Linked DNA regions of Mus musculus: regions 1 and 3 are each linked to region 2. Evidence: chromatin contacts called from public HiChIP or PLAC-seq data. All regions are on one chromosome and are shown on one strand. Each heading gives the region's core, a stretch centred on a gene start, on an enhancer-like site or on the middle of the called end of the contact. The rest is flanking DNA. Distances are from core to core; before and after follow the strand shown.

What was found. HiChIP or PLAC-seq counts read pairs in DNA pulled down with a chosen protein or histone mark.
Region 1: a contact with region 2 is called in an H3K27ac HiChIP or PLAC-seq map of embryonic stem cells, with 5 read pairs. The contact joins two enhancer-like sites. A contact is called at or near these places in 1 of 484 Hi-C or Micro-C datasets (bone marrow-derived macrophages) and 4 of 115 datasets of contacts at active chromatin or transcription factors (bone marrow-derived macrophages, embryonic basal ganglia and embryonic stem cells).
Region 3: an H3K27ac HiChIP or PLAC-seq map of embryonic stem cells shows a contact between it and region 2, with 3 times the contacts expected there. The contact joins two enhancer-like sites. A contact is called at or near these places in 4 of 484 Hi-C or Micro-C datasets (bone marrow-derived macrophages, embryonic stem cells and trophoblast stem cells), 5 of 115 datasets of contacts at active chromatin or transcription factors (embryonic basal ganglia, embryonic forebrain, embryonic stem cells and 1 more) and 1 of 9 other capture datasets (embryonic stem cells).

The regions. Positions count from the first base shown.
Region 1 is chr10:85,506,358-85,509,198 of GRCm38.p6, reverse strand. All of the region lies in intron 1 of Btbd11 (BTB (POZ) domain containing 11), which reads right to left. Among named protein-coding and RNA genes, the nearest start is that of Gm40731, 82 kb to the left of the region's middle. Within about 2 kb of position 1,283, at least 5 of the 459 cell types and tissues checked have an H3K27ac peak or open chromatin away from gene starts, as enhancers often do. A contact at or near this core is called in embryonic stem cells, where this site is marked.
Region 2 is chr10:85,208,642-85,211,913 of GRCm38.p6, reverse strand. No RefSeq gene overlaps it. Among named protein-coding and RNA genes, the nearest start is that of Cry1, 25 kb to the right of the region's middle. Within about 2 kb of position 1,578, at least 11 of the 459 cell types and tissues checked have an H3K27ac peak or open chromatin away from gene starts, as enhancers often do. A contact at or near this core is called in embryonic stem cells, where this site is marked.
Region 3 is chr10:85,569,913-85,573,015 of GRCm38.p6, reverse strand. The region is part of intron 3 of Btbd11 (BTB (POZ) domain containing 11); the gene reads right to left. Among named protein-coding and RNA genes, the nearest start is that of Gm40731, 19 kb to the left of the region's middle. Within about 2 kb of position 1,400, at least 5 of the 459 cell types and tissues checked have an H3K27ac peak or open chromatin away from gene starts, as enhancers often do. A contact at or near this core is called in embryonic stem cells, where this site is marked.

The DNA of each region.
Region 1 (2,841 bases), core at 34-2,533, 300 kb before region 2:
AATTAGCATGTCCACAGGCCAACCCAATATGGGTAAGCCTTTGTGGAGAATTCTCAAGTGGTTTTATACTGTGTCAAGTTGACAGTTAAAGCTAACTGTCATAGTTCCAAACCCCAAGGTTCCAAGAAGTGAAGGCAGACTTCTTTTCTGGAAGAAAATTGCATTTGCACCTAGTCTTCTTATCCCTGACACTATACTTTCTAGCTGTATGACTGTGATAGTTATTTCTGTGTGCCTTAGTTTCCTCTTCCATAAAGTGGGATAATAGTGTCATTTAACAGAGCTTAAGTAAAAACCCAAAGGGTGAGCTTAAAAAAATAAATTATTGCATGTAAAATAAATATAGACAGTAACACTTCCTGTTAGGCCCATGTAGTGGCTGTTTTTGAAACCCACTGAAAGTACTGAGCTCAGCTTGGACACTTATTGCCCATCTATCATGCCACTCAACAATTTATTATTGATTACCTGCCTTCTTCAAGCCTGGCATGCTCAGTGGGCCACAGCTGTTCTCTCTGACAGCGACAACTGTTCTAAGGTGCCAGGGAATATACCTCTGAGAATAAGACATCCACATCTCACCCTCCCTCCCCAGTCAGACAAATATCTCGTGTCCCCCAGCTGGCTGGTGAGACATCAGGGCCCAGCTTTCCAGATGGCTTAATGCTTTCTCCTCGTGCCTCTGCTCTGGGTGTTTTCCCATCATCTCTGGCCAACATCCCAAGGAGCAGGGACAGCTCCACCCATCTGGGGCTCAGTCAGCCATGGCCTGGCACTAGGAGAGGTGCCACCAGGCCAAGGGCAGTTAATCTTGTCATTAGTTAGCAGTCATAATGGGTGACAAGGCCCAGGGGTGACCTCGCAGATGGCAGTCTGCTCTGTGCTGGATGATAAATGGGGATCATCCAAGCCTGAGAAGGGCGGTGTCCATGCTGGTTTCTGAATCTCTACACCTCACAACTGCAGCCCAGTTATCACAGGGTCCAGCACAAGCCTTCCTTAGGCCAGAATGTGGGTAGCACCCTGGGAGGGCTTACCCAACCAGGTGCTTTGGGAGTAAGGAGCCTAGCATTTATTAAGCCCCACAGAATGCACCTAAGACATACTAATGATCATAGTATGCAGTTATAGCATATGAAGTTGCTGCCTTTGTAGAAGGGGCTACTAGCATAGGATATGCTCATCAACTTTCTACCACTGATGGGAGAGGGGCTCAGGAGACCTCACACCCCTCCCTGAGGAGCTATAGGCAGTCAAATGTGTCAGGGGAAAAAGGATGAGTTCTATAACCTCAAGGGGTAGCCACTGGTCCTTCACTTTTGTTAAGTAAACTAGCCCCTACCCAAACTTATGCAAGTAATTGTAATGAAAAGCAAGGGATTGGGGGTGGAGAGAGACAGAGACAGGGACAAAGGCAGAGACATAAAGAGAATTAGGAAGGTGTGTGTGTGGGGGGGGGGGAGGGATAAGAGAGGATGAGGCAACTTTGATCAAAGAACATTTCATGTATATGTGTATGTTTATGTATATGTATATCTGAGATCGTAGAAGAACAAATAAGCAAAAAAGAAGAAATGAAAAGAAAGAAAAAAAAAGAATGAATCAAGGGCAGTGGGTAAACAGCTTGGTGCACAAACACAAGGATCCAAGTTTGAATCTCCAGCATTTACATCAGAAGTGCAGAAGCACAGCTGTGCATACACCTGCGATCCCACGGGCGGTGTGGGGTTGGACACGGGAGGCTGCTGGGGTTCGCCCACTGCTGCTTTGCTGCAGGTTCAGTGAGAGATCCTGCCTCAGGGGAAAAGGGAGAGAGCTAGAGCAGAACGGCCAACCCAGTGTCCTCCTCTAACCTCCAAGTACACACACACACACACACACACACACACACACACTCACACATATCACACTCACACCCCACACACATTCACACACACCACACACACTCACACATACCACACACACACCACACTTACACACACACTCTCACACATCACACACCACACACTCATATATACACTTACACACACCACACACATACACACACACACTCACATACATACTTATATACACACACACACACTCATTCACATATACTACATACACTCACACTCAAATGCACAGTTACACATGCATGGTCTGTCTCTGTCTGTCCCCTCTCTCACACACACATGTTCTGTGTCTCTGTCTCTCTCACACACACATGCACTTGCTCTGCCTCTTTCTCTCTCCAAACACACACTCACACATGCATGCTTTGTGTCTCTCTCACACACATGCATGCACTGTTTCTGTCTTTACTTCTGTCTCTGTTTCTCTCTCTCACACACACATGCATACATGCATTCTCTGTCTCTCTCTCTCTTTTTTGGTTTCTCTGTTTCCTTCCTCCTCCTCCTTATTCTCTCTCTCTTTCTATCTCTCTCTGTCTCTCTCTCTCTAATGAATTTAACAGTGACAGCCTCTTCATATGGATCATATAGATCTATTGTATTCTCAATGAATTGTATTCTCATTGCCTGCCACTGAAAAATGTGATCAACAGGACACAGATCACTTCATAAACTACTCAAAGAAAACCCACTGAGTGCATGCTAGCACTGTGCCCATTTTAGAGATCAGTGTGTCGAGTTAGATATCTTGTCAAATACCAACCAAAGGGCAAATCCATGATTCCAACCCAGGCTGTCTGGTAGAGTGTTCAACTGCAAACCCAGAATGGGGAGCCGCTGAGCATGCTCATTTCAACCCCTTTCTGCATGTGAGAGTCTGATGCCTGTGGGGAAGCCATCTGCAATCCATTCAGATCTTAGACCTGTGGCAGAGTCTGGACTGTCTGGA
Region 2 (3,272 bases), core at 329-2,828:
ACAAAGTGATGAGTTGGACAGAATGAGTCACAGGATACATGCAACTCTCAGGAGAAAAGCTATTTTAGAACAGTTCAGGGAGAATGAAGGCAGTTCAGTCAGTTCATCCGTGAGCTGGAGGCTGAGTCAACAGGGGATCAGTTCAGCGAGTGCAGTGCAGTGAGTGCAGTGCAGTGAATGCAGTGTAGTCAGTGCAGCGAGTGTTGTGCACAGAGTGCAGTGTGGCGAGTGCAGTGTAGTCAGTGCAGTGCAGTACAGTGAATGCAGTGTACTCAGTGCAGTGAGTGCAGTGCAGCAGAGCTGAGTTCGCTCCTGAGTCCATGCAGTTCAGTGCAGGTCAGCAGAGGCAGCTGAAGCCAGAGAATAGGAAAGGATCCAGAAGATTAGAACAAATTACCAGAGTTAATATGAGGTCAAGCAAAGCAATTTAGTGAGAAGCTGAGAGAAGTCAGATTGAATTGAAAGAACCTAGTGGGGAAACTCCCACTCAATTCCCAATTCGGCGTGCACCCAAAGAATCATGAACAGACCGTCTTGATGTAAATACACGAGGTAGTTTAATGGCCGAGCTCCGGGTCAAAACGTAACTCACACAGGAGACAGTGGATTCGACCACGAGGCTTGAAAGCTAGGGGCTTTTATAGAAAAGGGTCTGGGGCTGGGGGAGGAATTGGCACGGTTTCACATGATTGGTTCATTTAAATATCAACAGACTCTACATGCAGATCAAGGTAACAGCAGAGCATCTGGTTAACATTTAACCGGTCAGAAGGGTGGGAGATAGGGAGGCGCTGGGCCAGTCCGGATTTCTTGTATGTCTTCCCTATCTTTATGGCTAGTTGGTTCCTGGGATGACTTTACAGCTTTTGTTCTTTGCTCTAAGCCCAAAAGCCCTCCTAACTAGCAAGCCACATGAGTCATGGACCTTGAATAAACATTCTGGCTAGGGCTTTGAAGTCTTGAATTTAGTTTTCTTTCTTTCAGAATCAGTCGCTTGGAGAGGCATTTGAACCAGAACAGCTGAGTCAAACCAGGCAGCCAGAGTTTAGAATGAACTAGAAAGGGTGAGCTTACTCTGCAGTAAGCTTCAGACAACATTTACGTCAGGTGAATAAAAGTTACTTTTACAAGCAATTCTGTGCAGAGGCTACTCAAAGATAACCAAGAGGCAGGGTTGTTGTGTGGCTGTTTCCTACACTTCTTCTCTCCCTCCCTGTGAGAGGATGATAACTCCTCTGTAAGACTCCAGGGAGCCTTAGCTTACTGGGGACCCCTTGAGTGAACCATGTGGAGTCAAGATCAATGCAAAAAGCAAGAGGAATTTATTGTTCCAGTGCACTGGGTTCGTCCCAGACTCAAAGGAGAGGTGGTGACCCCTAGCACCTGGTCAGCAAGTTTTTATATGGTTTCCAGAGGCAGAATAGAGCATCAGCAACTAGGCACAGTATGATTGGTGGAACAGTGCACCCTTTAAACTGATTGGTCTTTAGGGAATGAGGTGACAAAGTCTTCCCTTGTCTGAAGGTGGGAACTGGTCCGTCCTGTGGAATGTGTCCCCATGGGCAGGTCAGTTCCCGCCCTGTGGTCTGACGAATGTTAATTAGCCTCTCCCTTCCAGAGAGGCAAGAGTTCCATGACCTTCCCAAAGTTTCTGAGCTGACCTTTTCACCCCAGTCTCCAAGACATCAGGCCTGACCATGCAGATTGCTTGCTTAATGGCATGTGCACAGAAATGTTGTATGTCTTGTCCAAATTGAAGCTTTGTTATCTTTCTGGTAGATCTGCTCTCTTCATCCCCATACAACATCTATTCCAAGCATGAGGTGCTCCTCCAGCCTCGGTTCCAGAATGGAAAAGATACAAAGCTGACCTGGTGAGGAAGCAGCATAATACATGCAGGGTCAAGTCATCAAGTCTTTCACATGGTGATTTCACATGGCGTGGCAAGATACACTCAACACATGTATTTCTGCAGTATCAAACAGGATCCAAATAGTGCTTCAGGAGAGGCACAACCATGAAGCAGAGTAAACACAAAAATCCTATACAACAAGCCAAGAGATTAGATCCAAGAAAAGTATATGGTTACAAAAACAACTAGATCAGTAAGCTTCGGAAAATGTTTTTGCTAGCCATGAACAAGCCTGATGTAATATTTACCTCATTCTTTTCAAGCTCTATGGAATAACCTGTGGGGGAAAAGTGACTTGCATTAACCATGAAATAGTCTCAACAAATCTCTGACCATCTGTAATTAATTGATACTGAGAAATTGATTTTAAAAGAGAAACAATCAGACAGTCAGATATGGTAATATGGTGAGGCCAAGAAATCCAAACATTTGGGAAGGGGAGGCAAGAAGATCAAGGCTGCCCTCATCCTCTGCTGCATAACAAATTCAAGGCCAGCCTGGGCTACAGGAGATCCTATCTCAAAGAGTCAGAACAAAACAAATAAACAAAGAATAGAATGAAGGTGAAGAGGAAGGAAGAAAGGGATAAAAGGTGATATATATTTAAAAGTCACAAACAATCAAGTCCTAAAACATATTATAATGCAAATCAGAATTGGGATGGGCACTCAGGAGGGTGGAGGCAGAGTGACCTTGAAGCCCACAATGAAAGGCCCCCATCTCAAAAACAAATGAAAGATAAGGAGAGAATATTTTGGAATGAACTGTACAACTGTTTTTCAAAACCAAATTAGGTGAATGTACTGTGTTCTAAAGCTAAGGTTTGGAAGATGGCTCAGTGAGTAAGTACAATGCTTCCTGCACAAGCATGATATGATACCCATGCTCAGATACCCAGCATCCATGCAGAAAAGCCCAGCATGGCTGCACAGGCCTATAACTCCAACACTTTAGGAAACGTCACGGGGACTTGCTGACCAGCCAGTGTAACCAAAATGGTGACCAAGTTCAGTAAAGAAACCTCTGTTCCAAGTGGATAAGACAGAGAATGATAGAACATGACAGACAATATCCTCCTCTATCCTTGACACATGCACATATGGGTCAACATACCACACACACACACACACACACACACAGAGAGAGAGAGAGACAGAGACAGAGAGAAACAGAGAGGTGGGGGAGACTAAAACTAATTAACCATTCTACTATCTAAATTTAAAAAATAATAAAGGGAGCTGGGCAGTGGTGGCACACGCCTTTAATCCCAGCACTTGGGAGGCAGAGGCAGGCAGATTTCTGAGTTCGAGACCAGCCTGGTCTACAGAGTGAGTTCCAGGACATCCAGGGCTACACAGAG
Region 3 (3,103 bases), core at 151-2,650, 360 kb before region 2:
AGGTGAGTTGAACAGAAAGTTTTCAAAAGAAACACAAATAGCTAACACATATATGAAAAATAAAAGTGTTTACTATCCATAGCCTTCAGGGACGTTGTAAAATCAAAGAGTCCATCTCACTTCAGTTAGGGTGGCTAACAGAGAGAAAACAAACAGCAAATGCTGGCCAGGATGTGGAGAGGGAGGAGCCGCCATTCACGTCGGGTGGGCAAGAGTGTAAAATGGTGTAGCAATGACTGGATTGGTACGGAGGTTCCTCAAAACCTTAGAACAGGGCTGCTGTATGACTCAGCCAAACCATCCCTAGTTGTGCACTGGAAGGGCTCTCAATCCACACACCACAAAGCTGCTTCACACTCACACTCACAACGCTGCTCACAGCAGTCTGGAGATGGAATTAGCCGAATAGGCAAATGGATGGGGAAATGTGGTGTTTATTCACATCAGGGTTTCATCCAGCCATAAAGAAGAGATCATGAATTATTTGTAGACAGACGTGGAAATCATCATGTTAACAAAGTAAGCCAGATCCAGGAAGACCTAATATCATGTTTTCTTTCCTATGGGAAAATTAGACTAGAGCAATATATGTATATGAGACATGAATGTAGAGAAGGACCATTTGGAAAGCAGGACCTCAGGAAGGGAGAAGGACAGAAGGTAATGTGCGGATATGGGCAGAGTATGTGACCTGCATATATGAAAATGGCATAATGAAACCCATCATTATGAATGCCAGTTTTTTAAAAAATTAAAATACAACTGATCTCAGCTGTATGATGATCAAAGGGGCATCATGGCGCAATTCAGCAGGTAGCTCAGTCTGGGCCTGGAAAGATTCCTTTCATGGTGCTTGGGAAGGAGGAGGAGCTCTCTGGCTGCTGTCCTAAACTGCTGCTTGCATTGAGTCTCACAGAAACTTCTGTGGTGATGGTGATGTCCTAGGTCCCCACTGTCCATCACAAGAACCAGCCAGTTCCCCTGCGAGGCCACACCAGCTACCAAGCATCTGAAAGGAGGCTAGACTCACTATGGCGGGGCACTGACTCTTTGGTTTGAATTTGATTCTCTTTCATTTAAATTTAAACACCCACCCATGGGTAGGGATTACTGGAAGGGGCTGGGCAGCTCTAGTTTGTGAGTCTTTGTGTTATAAAAGTAAGGTTTCATGGACTGAGAGATGGCTCGGTTGATAATATAGATGCCCTCACAAGCATGAGGTTCTGAAGTTAACCTTTAGAATCCATGTAAAAATATCCAGATGGCAATGTATGTGCGTAACTCCAGTGCTAGGGAGGCAGAGGCAGAAGGATCCTCGAGCTCATTGGCCAGCAAGCCTGGACTAGTTGGTGAGAGATTCCATCTCCAAACAAAGGATCAAAATGAGTGAGGAAACCACCCAGGTGGCTAGCACAAGGTCAATGGTGCCTGAAGAATGAAAGGCAACCACAGTCAGCCTCTTACCTCTATATACATCCACACCCATGTGTGCATACACACACACACGCACATATATACACACACAGAGGCATGCTTACACACATGCACGCACACAAACACACTCGTATACACACATACAAATTACAGAATTAATAAGCAAAAGTAGTCTTTTCCTACAAAACAAGGGAAAGCTGATGTCAGACCTCACGACCCTCATCTGGTGTCCAATGGAGCCGATCCAGAAGAGACCTGGCCTTTGAGAGGAATGAGTGTCACGCATGCTGGCAGTTAGGCTATTCCTGCATGCTGGGAACACGTGCTGTTCTTAAGGCTGAGCCTGCCCCTCAGCGTGTCACTGGTGGGCACAAGCTGTCCCTCTCCCTAGGTAAATTCCCTAGATAACTCAGCCAAAGCTGCTTAACAAGTCTTGATGCTGCAGATGTCAACAGCCCAGATGCTGGCGAAGTCCCAATTGCCTGGATGCTGTCCCCAGGGATGGTCCCTGTCAAATACTGCCTTATCTATCCTTTGGCAGCTCTGCATTAATTTGCTAGCCTTGAGCTGCGTAGAGACACCAGGCCACCTTGGGGAAGGTGCAGGTGATCATGAACTTGAGAGCTGTTTTTTGCTGGTGGCTCTAGAGCTGGCTGGCCCTGTCTGGACATTGCCACATCAGGTAAGCTGCAGAGGGCTCCTGGGGTACTGAGAATGGAGACTGGAGCTAGCCTTCACTGGGATGTTTATCAGGCACCAAGAATCCCCAAAGCCCCATCACCGGCAGATGTAGCCCTACAAAAACTTAATTCTTGTTTGCATGTAGCTTAAAAAACAGAGGTTGGTATAAACACTGAGCAAAAATTAAACAAAAAGAATGGTAATACCTTGTTAGAGTGATGCCCAGGCCCAACAGCTTCATGGGGGAGGGGTACGTGGTGGGGGAGCTAGTTAGAAAGAAAAAGTTTAAGCCCCACCCCTCAGGCCTAATGAATTCAATCTACATTTTAACAAGATTCCCAGGCAATTCAAATCCTTGAGCCTGCTTCAAGCTCACTGATAGACACCACAGACAGCAAGGTGGTGCTGGCCATTGTTTCTAATGTGGGCTGAGACCTTTAAAGTGCTTTAAATGAATCAATGTGCAAAGCTTCTTCAGCTTCTATTATAGTCCAGGAAAGCGAGGCTCAGAGTGGCTAAGTAACTTATCCAAGATCACTCAGTCAATGAGGGTGAAAGTCAGGATACCAATGCAAGTGCTATAGCTCCAGAGTGCCCAAAGCGGCGTAATTCTTTTGTTTTATATATATATATATATATATATATATATATATATATATATATATATATACATACACACACACACACACACACATATATATGGATATGGATCAAAATCTCATCGTGCCTTGTAAATAGATATAATTATTATGCATCAATTTTATATATAGTGAGTGGGCTATGTTTGCTAGAATATGAATAAGAATTCTTTCCTTACTATCAGTTTAATATTTTTTGTTTGCAGTCAAGGATGTGAGGGTGATACTGCACTCTGTCTACAAAGTGCCTCACATGGTACAAGCCAGGCACAGAGTAGATGCTGATGAAATAACAGTATCCCATGGGGTGGCAGAGGGCCCTTTTATATGCAGCACCTAGCACATCTGGC